Linked DNA regions of Hordeum vulgare: region 2 is linked to region 1. A link is a contact called in public Hi-C data. All regions are on one chromosome and are shown on one strand. Each heading gives the region's core, a stretch centred on a gene start, on an enhancer-like site or on the middle of the called end of the contact. The rest is flanking DNA. Distances are from core to core; before and after follow the strand shown.

Region 1 (5,183 bases), core at 858-3,357:
ATATATTTTTGACCAATAATTTGTCTAATTTGGACCTATCTTGTGCAATAGGCCCCAATAATTGTTTTTCAAGTCACCACTTGGCCGTATATAATTCAGACTGATGGAGTAGAAGTAGTATCGTGTGTATCCACCGTCAGTTCATCCGATCCCCATGTTAGAAATGGAGCAGCGGCTGGCCCAGTGACCCCTGCAAGGTGTTGTTGCCGACTTGGAACGTTGTTGCACCGAAGCAAGAACTGTTGGGCTTCTTGTTCGTCACGGCCGCCGCTGGCTGGCTCGTCGACCCATTATGTTCACCGTCCTCCTCCGACAGCCTCTTGCGCTTCCCGGCCGCACCATCGCGTGCCACCGACGTTGAGGCTGGTGAATCCATCTGCCCAAGCTGCGACATGTTGTTGCCGCTGCTGTTCACATGGAATTGGCTCATGATGGGGTGGCCGAAGAGGGCGGCGTGTTGATCGTGCCGTGCCATGAGCGCGTGTCCGCTGTCGTCGAAGAGCTGCGCTAGCGAGTAGTCGTTGAGCAACTCTGAAATGGACGGGATCTTCGGCATCCTCTGTGTGCCGGGCACCGCGGCCTGCAGTGTGTAGCCGCCGGCGCCGCCTTGCATGGTCATGCCGGCGCTAGACATGGGGTAGGCGCCAGCGCCGGAAGGCTCGTCAAGCTCGTGGTCGGACAGCGGCGGCACCGCCATCGGGGACACTTGGCTGGTCTTCTTGTAGATCCGGCACAACACCCAGTCATCCAGCTGCATACATATACGCCAACATGGAGTATTAGAAATAATAAGTGAATAAAGCTTGCAATCAACCAGGCGAAAGATGAATCAGTCATTAACACGCGTATGCATCAGGCCTATCATTGTCGTATCTATTGACTTGGCGCAACCATGCCAAGTATGCCTAAAGAACATTTCTTTAAACGAGACACGCACATTAAAGCAGCTCTTGCGTCCATTCATAAGGCACTGCACAACCCGATTCCATTTTGGTAAAACTGACGTGCCGACGACACGAACCCATACACCCTCCCGGAAAAATCGCAGGGCAAGTGCGCGGGCAGGTGCGTGCCTAGCTATCGTCCGGTGCCACGCATGCGACTGCCATGGCACCAATTAATTTGACATATAGTAAGATCTATGTAGCTCTATACTCTAGGGTTTTGGGTGCTCAGTTCCGTTGACGATTTAATTTGTTCGTATGTTTGGTTGCTGTAGCTGTAGCGCGCACGTACGTGGTAACGACTTACCCTCATGGAGGCGTTGCGGAACTTCATGGGGCGGTAGGTGTTGGCGGCGTGCGCGTCGGCGGCGGCGAGGCGGTATTCGTGCATGATCCAGTTGGTCTTGATGCCCTTTGGCGGGCGGCCCTTATAGAAGACGAGGGCCTTCTTGACGCCGACGCTCTCGCCGGTGGCGCTGCAGCGGATGGGCTTGTCGGTGCCGGTGGCCTTCCAGTAGCCGGAACCCGCAGCACGGTTCGGCCGGACACCGTTGGGGTACTTACGGTCCCTCGGCGTGAAGAAGTACCACTCCCTGTCCCCGTAGCTAGCCTTGGCTGCAATCAATTAACAGGCCCCAACAAAAATAACGGACGATTATTAACTGAGATCCGAATTAAGGTAGCGCAAGTGGGAAGCAGTCGATCATCATCAGCATGAATGAATCATGATATATATGCATGCTTGGTGCAGAGGGGAGGCGGCAGGGCAGGTGGGTACTAACATGGCAGGGCCCAGGGGTCGAACTTGTAGATATCTACGTCGGCGATGATGGAGACGGGGCACGGCGATTGGGCGGCGCGGTTGCGGAGGTAGTGCAGGATGAGCTCCTCGTCCGTCGGGTGGAACCGGAAGCCCGGCGGCAGCATGGCCGGGTCGGACATGATCATCGCCACGCCACGCCACGCAACGCTCGAGGACGAAAACCCTAGCTGGCTAGCTAGAGCTTGGAGTGCTAACCAGTCTTGGAAGAAGATCTGGTAGCTAGAGAGGAAGCTAGCGACAGATGAATTAGCTAGAAAAGCTTGTAGCTATGGGAAATGAGGGGCTCGAACTTTTGGAGACGAGAGGAGAGGGGCCGCTTATATGGTTGCGGATTTTTGTCCTCTTGTGTTGTGTGCGTGACGCTTGGCCATGGCCCGGCGAGGAGAGGAGGCCTTCTCTGTGGTTTCGGCAACGGTGTGTGTGTGTGTGGCTATCGTTGATTCGTTATTCCTCACGTCCGGCGTGATGGCGCCCGGGATTGGGCATGGGCCGCCGTGACGTCGGCCGCTGAAACTTGCTGGCGCACGCACGTGTTGCCGGCCGGCCGACGATGGATTTGGGCCGAATCTCTCGCCCGATCCACCCGACACAACGGAATCCCACACCGCTGTTACAGAGTAATACTAACACGGATTATATTCATATAATTCAGCCAAAAATAAATAAATCCGGATCGTATAATCAGTAGGAATCTCTGTTATTCTTTTTTTTTGCTTGGGTCTGCATGAGTCAGGGAGTAGAGACTAACATATAGGCACCTTCAGCTAGTTTAGCAGGGGCAGAAGAAAAAGGAAGGTCTGCACTATGTTGAGAAACTCGCGGGTCTAGTAGCAAAGCCAGATTTAGGTCGACACAGTGAGATGGCGCGGAAACAGGTTGTGACGGTAAGATTTGTTTGTTTGGGCCTTTTGTGGCTATAAGACGGGCATATGCTACAGACAGGAAATTGGACCCCGTAGTAGGTTAGTCTGGCAAAATAAATAAATTCTAGGGGTACCATATGCAGCTTCAACCTGTATTAGCTTTGTCTTGTACGAGTATATGAATTATATGCTTGGTACTATTCTCGTGCATATTACCTAGTATGATTTTCATGCGGTGGACCCATTATGCTGAACAGCTAATTTTGAACTTTTCTTTTCTAGCAAGGCAAATACCATCTTTTTTCCCCCTTCAAAACGGTGGGGGAAGTAGCTTTGAACTTTAGAGTGCACACGTGATTAAATCTGTGCTAGGAAATGAAAAGCCGGTCTCCAGTAAGAAATTAATCTAGGCGTGAGTTCAATTGCTTGTCATTTTTGAGTAAATCCTTCCTTTACTCAGGAATAACTCCAATGTGATCATGTTTGCCCTATCTAAAAATCCTGTCATAGCGTACTCCTTAGTTGTCATCCCTTGATGGTTTTTACCCAATTTTATCGTTTTCCCCAAAAACTGACCAAACCAGTCCATGTGGGAGGATGACATGAAGGGTGACTAGGTGGACAAGTCAGGTCCACGTTCGCACCATGTGGCCATGTTGGCCCAGCTACGGTATATAAGTGTCGGTGAATATATATGTATTCATATGAAAAACATATATGCACGAGACATGTGATGTATCCTTAGCCGAGTATGGAATTTTCATGAAGACCCTATTGTGAGCTCGAGTGCAGATAAATCATAAATCGCAAGAAACCAAATTTGAATACATTTCCTTATTTCAGTAGGATCTATGCCAACGATTAATGCACCACACATCTTATGATCTGCTGGAGGTCACGAAGAGGGTAGAGGGCAGGGTGATGCCCAAAGGAACCTCAGCAGCGACGAAGGTGACACGGTGGTTTTACATAGGACCAAGCCGCGGATGCGGAAATCCCTATGTCCCGCCTACTAAGCTTTATTAATAGAAAACGAGGATCAAAATTGTGCATATGAGATCTACGGGGAGCTAGTTTACGGGCCTTGCCTCCAAAGATAGTTGCCTATGATGAAAGTCCACATGCCCCTTGTAAAGGTAGACAAAGCTGGTAATGTGGTAGCTATCAACGTCGGATACAATACGATCGGGTGATCATATTGTTTTTTTTTTGAATACGCAAAGATTGTGTATCTTTTCATTGATAGAAGAAGAGTGTTACACCATGGGATTGCAACAGCTCACTAAGCCATGTACACAAGTTGGCATGGAAGCGAGCTAGGAGCATCACACACATGGGGTTGCTCAGCCCCAGACGTCAAACAAGACTAGCCCTTAGGGATGACATTTTGTATTCTGATGGCGTCGGCTCGAGCCCATAGGCGCGCTTCGTCCTTGATGATGTCAGATACACGGGTACCGAGGGCTGCTCGTATTCAAAGATGCATCTGTTCCGATGCTTTCATAGCCACCAAGTGGTGAGCATGACGAGGGAGGCGAGCCCTTTGCGGGTCGGGGTGGGTGTGCGCTCGCACGAGGTAGCCCACCAAGTTGGAAGTTGGTGGCTACGCTCGGTAGGTCCGCGATAGATCTAACCGAATTGAGCACCTCGTGCCAGACTTCGTGGGAAAGGGAGCAACATGCGAGTATATGTTGCATCATCTCCGCGTCCTGATCGCAGTGGGGGCAGGCATCCTCGTGGGGTAAATCATGTCGGGCAAGACGTTCGGCCGTCCACCAGCAGTCTTGGAGCGCAAGCCACATGAAGAGCTTAATGCGCAGCGGTGCCCAAGGCTTCCAGGTGAGCCATCAGAACAAGTCCTCGCAAGCCCCTATGAATAGGGCTGGGTAGAGGATCTCGCACAGTACGTGGTAGAGGGGGTCCAACGCCAGCTAAGGGTGTCTCGCGAATTGGAGAGTGCAACATGTCGCATGCATCACCATATACTGAAATAGGGCGGCTGGGCCGAGGGCTCCCTGAATGTCTTGCACCCAAGATCGATTATGCAACCCCTCCTGGATGGTACGGGACTTGCGCCTTCGGCGCAGTACGAGGCGAATACAAGGGGCGTGATCTAATACATGGAACGCCCGTTGATCCAATGGTCGCACCAAAACCTACACGTGCTCCCATTGCCAAGGAGCCAGGAAGTGGACGCCCGAAAGATCGCACTGACCTTCTTCTCACGAGGGATGTGAAAATGGTTCCAATGTCTCATGGGGTCCGTTTGCTGCAGCCACAGCCATCGGGTCCTCAGGGCATCACCGGCGCGCTGCAGGTCAAGAACACCAAGCCCACCAAGGGAAAGCGGGCGACACACCTCTACCAGTTGATGACGCATTTCCCGCCATTAGCATCCTTGCTCCCTTCCTAGAGGAATCCATGAATGATCTGGTTTGCCTTCTTGAGGATGGACTCGTTGAAGGCGATGATGATGAAGAAGTGAGTGGGGATGTTGCATAGGACATGGCGGACCAGGGCAAGGCGGTCTCCTGTGGAGAGAAAGGAGGCGCG
Region 2 (5,183 bases), core at 954-3,453, 94 kb before region 1:
GAGACTTGTAACAGCCCGGAACCGACGCTCCTGAAGATTCCCCTTTTATTCCATTGTCATCGTGTGATTATTTCGGCTCTCGCATTCATCATTGAATCATTCGCATCATCCGCATTGCGTTGGCACTCCGTTGCCGTCATTTTTCAAAACTTGCGTACATTATTAGTTGCCGGTTCTCTCCGTTTTTGTCGTTGACCATTTCGAGACCAACCACACACACATGCACGTGCGGCATCATTTCAATATCGTTTTTAAAAGTGTGTATAAAACTTTCTCAGATTGGGTTCAAAGTTGGCGTGTGGTCTTATTTTAAAGTACGTAGGCCGTCTACCAAATTTCATCGCAACGAAGTCCGTTTGATACCCGAATGGTCGACCGTAGCGGCACCATCATCGGTTTATTCGTCGAACGTATTTCAGTTTTATTAACTCCATGCCGGGCCGCAAACCGCCCACTCATCTCAGCCCAACACCCCCTATACAAACCACTAACCCATCTAGCCTTGCCTTCGCTTCCGGGCCGTCCGATTGAGACCAAACGGTCCAAAAATGGGCAATTTCCACTAAACCTAGACCCTATTTCCTATTTAAGGAGACCTACCCTGCCTATTTGGGCGCTACCCTAAGGCCAACTCCAGCGCGCGACCCCATGCGGACGTCCATTTTTCCCGGATTCTGTCTGTTTGGGGCGGGCGATGGGGTCGTGTCTGGGCCATTTCTCGCATGTGGTGGCCGTGCGCCCAACGCGCGGGCGCATCCTTGGGCGCATCTTCAAACACAAGCATTCGAATAGCCACGACCCATAGTTCATGCAAGCGGTCCTAGATCACGCTGGCAACAGAGCCAGCGGCCGGCAACATAGCCGGCCTCCAAAAAAGAATAGTTTTTTCACTGGCAACACATCGAGTGGAGGGAAACCGGGCAACAATGGCATGGTCAACGATATCGGGGAGGGGCACTCCGGAGGCTGGACGACCGACGAGCCTGTTCTCGCCGGCCCGACGGGCGCAACCGGGAAGCTCATCGGACGACACAACCCCATCATGAGGAGGGCGTGCGCTTTGCTGACGATGGCCTCCTTCTCTTGAGCATCGGCCTTCTGCCACGCGGCCTCCAACACAGCGCGCTCGATGGCGTACGCGGTCGCTGCGTCCTTCCTCTTCGTCTTCGCCCGTCGGTTCCACCTCTTGGCCGATTCCGCGTCCAGCTTTGCGATCTCCTTCGGCGTGAGTTCTGACCGCGACTTCTTCGTACCCTTGGGCGCCTTCTCCTTCTTCGCCTTGGTGGCCGGGACGACGGTCGGGTCATCGGAATTCGGTGGGGGATAGGCCATGGCGGGAGATGGCGGGCGGAGGGGAGGGCGGGGCGTGGGAGGGTTTTGGGGGGAAATGAAATGGAATGGGGCATGGGGAAGGGAAGGTCGTGCTGCTTTGTGCCGCCAATGGGAGGGCCATGGGAGGACAAACGCACGCGTCTCACCCTCAGCGCGGCGTTCGCGCGCTGTCCATTTCACCTCAAAATCGGACCAAGTTTGGGTCGTGAATGGGCCAAAAGCGGACAGAAAACGGACAAACGTCCATTTGCGCCCGCACGCTAGGCCGCCTGATGTGTTCATTTTACCCCAAACGGATGCGAGTGGACATGATAAGGCCGCGCGTTGGAATTGGCCTAATCCACCTCAGAATCCGCACCGCTGCCAGCCACCTCCTACCTCTCTCCTGCAACCCCGTTGCCCCCTCTCTCGTGCAACCCCGTTGCCCACCTGGTGCCTCCACCGTGCCACGCCTACACAGCCCACATCCGGCCCGCCCGGGCCTGGATCGAACCGCCCCGCCTCTTGCGAACCCGCTCGCGAGCAGCCCCGCACCCTGCCTCGCTAGCTATAGCCTCTTGAGAGCTCGTGCCTGAGCTCTCCCCGCACCTCCACCCCGCCGTACACTCCGGCTGGCCACCGGGGGGATCTCCGCCATCACCGCCAGTCGGCCCTAGCCAGAGTCACCGGAGCCCTGTTGCCGAGTCCCGTGCGCCCCGTGTCGCCGGTCCTTTCCGATGGAGGCCACCAGACCACCAGCCTCCGTCGGATCCGGCCGACCCTGACCCATCGGTGTCCAAATCCACCGAAGCCCCGTCGGCCTCCACCCTCTTGTCGCCCTCTGGCTGGTTTGCCCCGCCGCCACCGTCGCCAAGGCCCACGCGCTCCTCCCCTCGAGCCCTGCTCGCCCGCCAGCCTGTTAGGCCTAGTGGTGAGCTCCAGCCCACTCTGTTATATTGCACCTCAGGCACTATGCAGTTATCCAGCACCCATACGTGTTAGCCCACTAGCTGCAGATTCGGCTCATGTGCTACTTATTTTCTGCGGACAAATTTAGCAACTATCTAGTGCATTATTAATTATATAAAAATACATATTTTTAAAATCTCATAGTTAATTAACCATGCATCGGATGAAAATAAATTAGATATGTAAACAACTTAAAATTTTGTGTAGTTTCACAATATCCAACTCTCACATGTGTTTAAAATGCCTAAACTTGATGTTTAATTAAATTTCTTAAATGCCATGTTAGAAATGGTTCATGTCATAACTAATTAACCGTAGCTCCGACTAAAATGTTTCACATATGTAACTTGGCTAGAAACATGTGTAGAATAACATGATAGCATTTATTTTGCTATTTAACAACTCTAAAATTGTGTTTTAGGGATATATGTAGCAAATTCAAAATTACATATGGGGACTTTATGAAATTGTTATTCGTTGGTATGGCCTCATTTGAACTTGCGTAGAATTTCATGTAGATTCATAATGTCATGTTGCATCCATGTTTTAACATGTTGTGTCTGTCATTTGCATGCATTTTACATTCATGCCATGTCATCTTGTGTTGCTCATATCTTTTAGATTGTAGCTTCGTTTTAGATGATATATATATATATGTGTGTGTGTGTGTGTGTGTGTGTAAATTGACTAGAATGACGTGTAGATTCACACGGTCCACTTTATTTTGCTGTTTAGTACATATAAAACATGTGTAGTTCATATGTGGACCAATTTCGAAATTAACACATGGGGTCATTTCGGAAATACTATATGTTGTTGCAGACCTCATTTAAAATCCCTGGATAGTGTAGTTTATTTATGCTTCACCTCTTGCCATGTTTAACAACATTAAACATTGTCGTGTACCTAAACGAGAGTGAACTAAGTAATTCAAATATGAAGTTTCGTCAATATGCAACTCGTTGCATATTGAGCTTCACTTAATGTGTAGTATTCAGTTGTTGTGATGAGCCATGCCTTGCATAATTAAACCAGACATGCATCATATTTGATTGTGCATCTTGTCATGAATATGTGTGGTGTTATTGAGTGTTGATTGTTGTTATGGATTGTTTCTTCTCGATAGACTTCCGAACCGCTTCGGAGTGTGAGGACCCGTACGACTATGTTGGTTCGTCTGCTTCACGGATTCGTTCTTCTTCCAAGCGGGATCATAGGCAAGATGACCATTTCCCTAGACACCATTACTATCATTGCCATGCTAGTTGTCTCATTTCTTTCGCTATGTCTCGCTGCTTACCACTTAAATGTCAGCTTCCCAACATTGCCATGAAAAGCCTCTAACCGTTCCACAACCCGGCAAACCACAATTTGGCTTACCGCTTGATCAACCTTATTATAGCGTTGCTAGTTGCAGGTGCAGTTGATTCCATGTGAAAACATGGGTTCTTGTTATATCATCATATTATCGTTATTTAATTTAATGCACCTATATACCTGGTAAAAGACGGAAGGCTTAGCCTTTTGGCTGGGTGTTTTGTTCCGTCTTTTCCGCTTTAGTTTCGGCTACCGGTGTTATGTTCTATAAATGAGCGCTCCTAACATGCTTGGGATTATTATGGGGACCCCCTTGATTTTAGTTTTGGGATAAAACTCTTTCGGCAAGGCCCAACATTGGTCCTATATTTGCCCAACATAATAATACTGAACACCGTTAGTAACACATAGGAAGTCAGCGCTACCCGTGGATTAATTCAATACAATATAGAGGGGCTAGTGCTGATGGTGTTGGTCCCAGACAGGCATACCGCGGGGCCACCACGGGAAACTCGAGGTTTGGTTTTACTCATAGTGTGACTCATCCGTCGTGTCCTGAGAACGAGATACGTGGCTCCTATTGGGATCGTTGACACGTGGGCGACCTTGCTGAATTTGTTTTACTTTTCTTGGACATCTTGTGCGAGGGATTCTCAGGATACTTTGGGCTATCTTGAGGGTTAGGTTTTCCACCAGGAATCCGAGGAGATCACGGGTTTTCCCGCGGTCGAGGTTTCCAACGCAGCGTGTGGAAGTTTGTGATGGACTAGTTGGAGCACCCCTGCAGGGTTAAATCTTTCGGAAATCCGAGCCCACAGTTATGTGGAAAACTGGGAAACTTTGTTTAACATCCGTTTCTAGATAACTTGAAGTAAACTTAATTAAAATATGCCAACTGTGTGCGTAACCGTGACTGTCTCTTCTCGCGAGTTCTGCATCCGGAAGAGGACAAGGTGTGGTTATGTTTGACGTAAGTAGGTGATCAGTATCATTCATTTGATCATTGTTAGTTCACGTTTGTTTATGCTTGGATCATCCCCTTTTTATTCTTGTACTCTTAAGTTAGCCACTCAAATAAATGCTTAGTTGCTTGCTGCAGCCTCACCACTTAACCATACCTCACCCATTAAGCTTTGCTAGTCTTGATACCTTTGGAAATGAGATTGCTGAGTCCCTGTGCCTCACAAATTACTACAACAACAGTTGCAGGCACAGGTAAAGCGATACTTGGACATGAGCACGATGATTGTGCTATTTGGAGTTTCTTCTTCTTCTTCATCGATCTAGGAGGGGTTCCACGCCGGCAGCCTGGGATAGCAAGGTGTGAAGTCATTATTTTATTGTTTGTTTTCGTTTGTAGTCCGATCCGACTCTTCTACATGGTGATTGAATATGTTGTTGTATTCATATGATCTTGATGTAGCCTGTGGCGAGTGTAAGCCAATTCCATGTACTCATATCTTTTGTACATGTACTTGCCACGACATCCATTCTTGCAAAATAACGAGATGCTATCGTTGTCGAGGCCCTCATGCCAAAATAAGGAAATGATAGCATCTTGGGCGTTACAGTCACGCCTTCAGCAC

Evidence for each region. Hi-C and Micro-C count contacts between places; a contact is called where the count stands out from the background.
Region 2: a contact with region 1 is called in a Hi-C map of leaf, with 5 times the contacts expected there. The contact joins the enhancer-like site here to the promoter of LOC123446515 in region 1. A contact is called at or near these places in 3 of 6 Hi-C or Micro-C datasets (leaf and seedling).

The regions. Positions count from the first base shown.
Region 1 is chr4H:403,407,137-403,412,319 of MorexV3_pseudomolecules_assembly, reverse strand. It overlaps LOC123446515 (NAC domain-containing protein 1-like), which reads right to left and starts at 2,107. Exons shown (of 3, transcript XM_045123089.1): 1 at 1,727-2,107; 2 at 1,252-1,559; 3 at 1-751. The coding sequence starts at 1,892. The coding sequence ends at 158.
Region 2 is chr4H:403,500,886-403,506,068 of MorexV3_pseudomolecules_assembly, reverse strand. No RefSeq gene overlaps it. Among protein-coding and RNA genes, the nearest start is that of LOC123446515, 93 kb to the right of the region's middle. Within about 2 kb of position 2,203, at least 3 of the 3 cell types and tissues checked have open chromatin away from gene starts, as enhancers often do. A contact at or near this core is called in leaf and seedling, where this site is marked.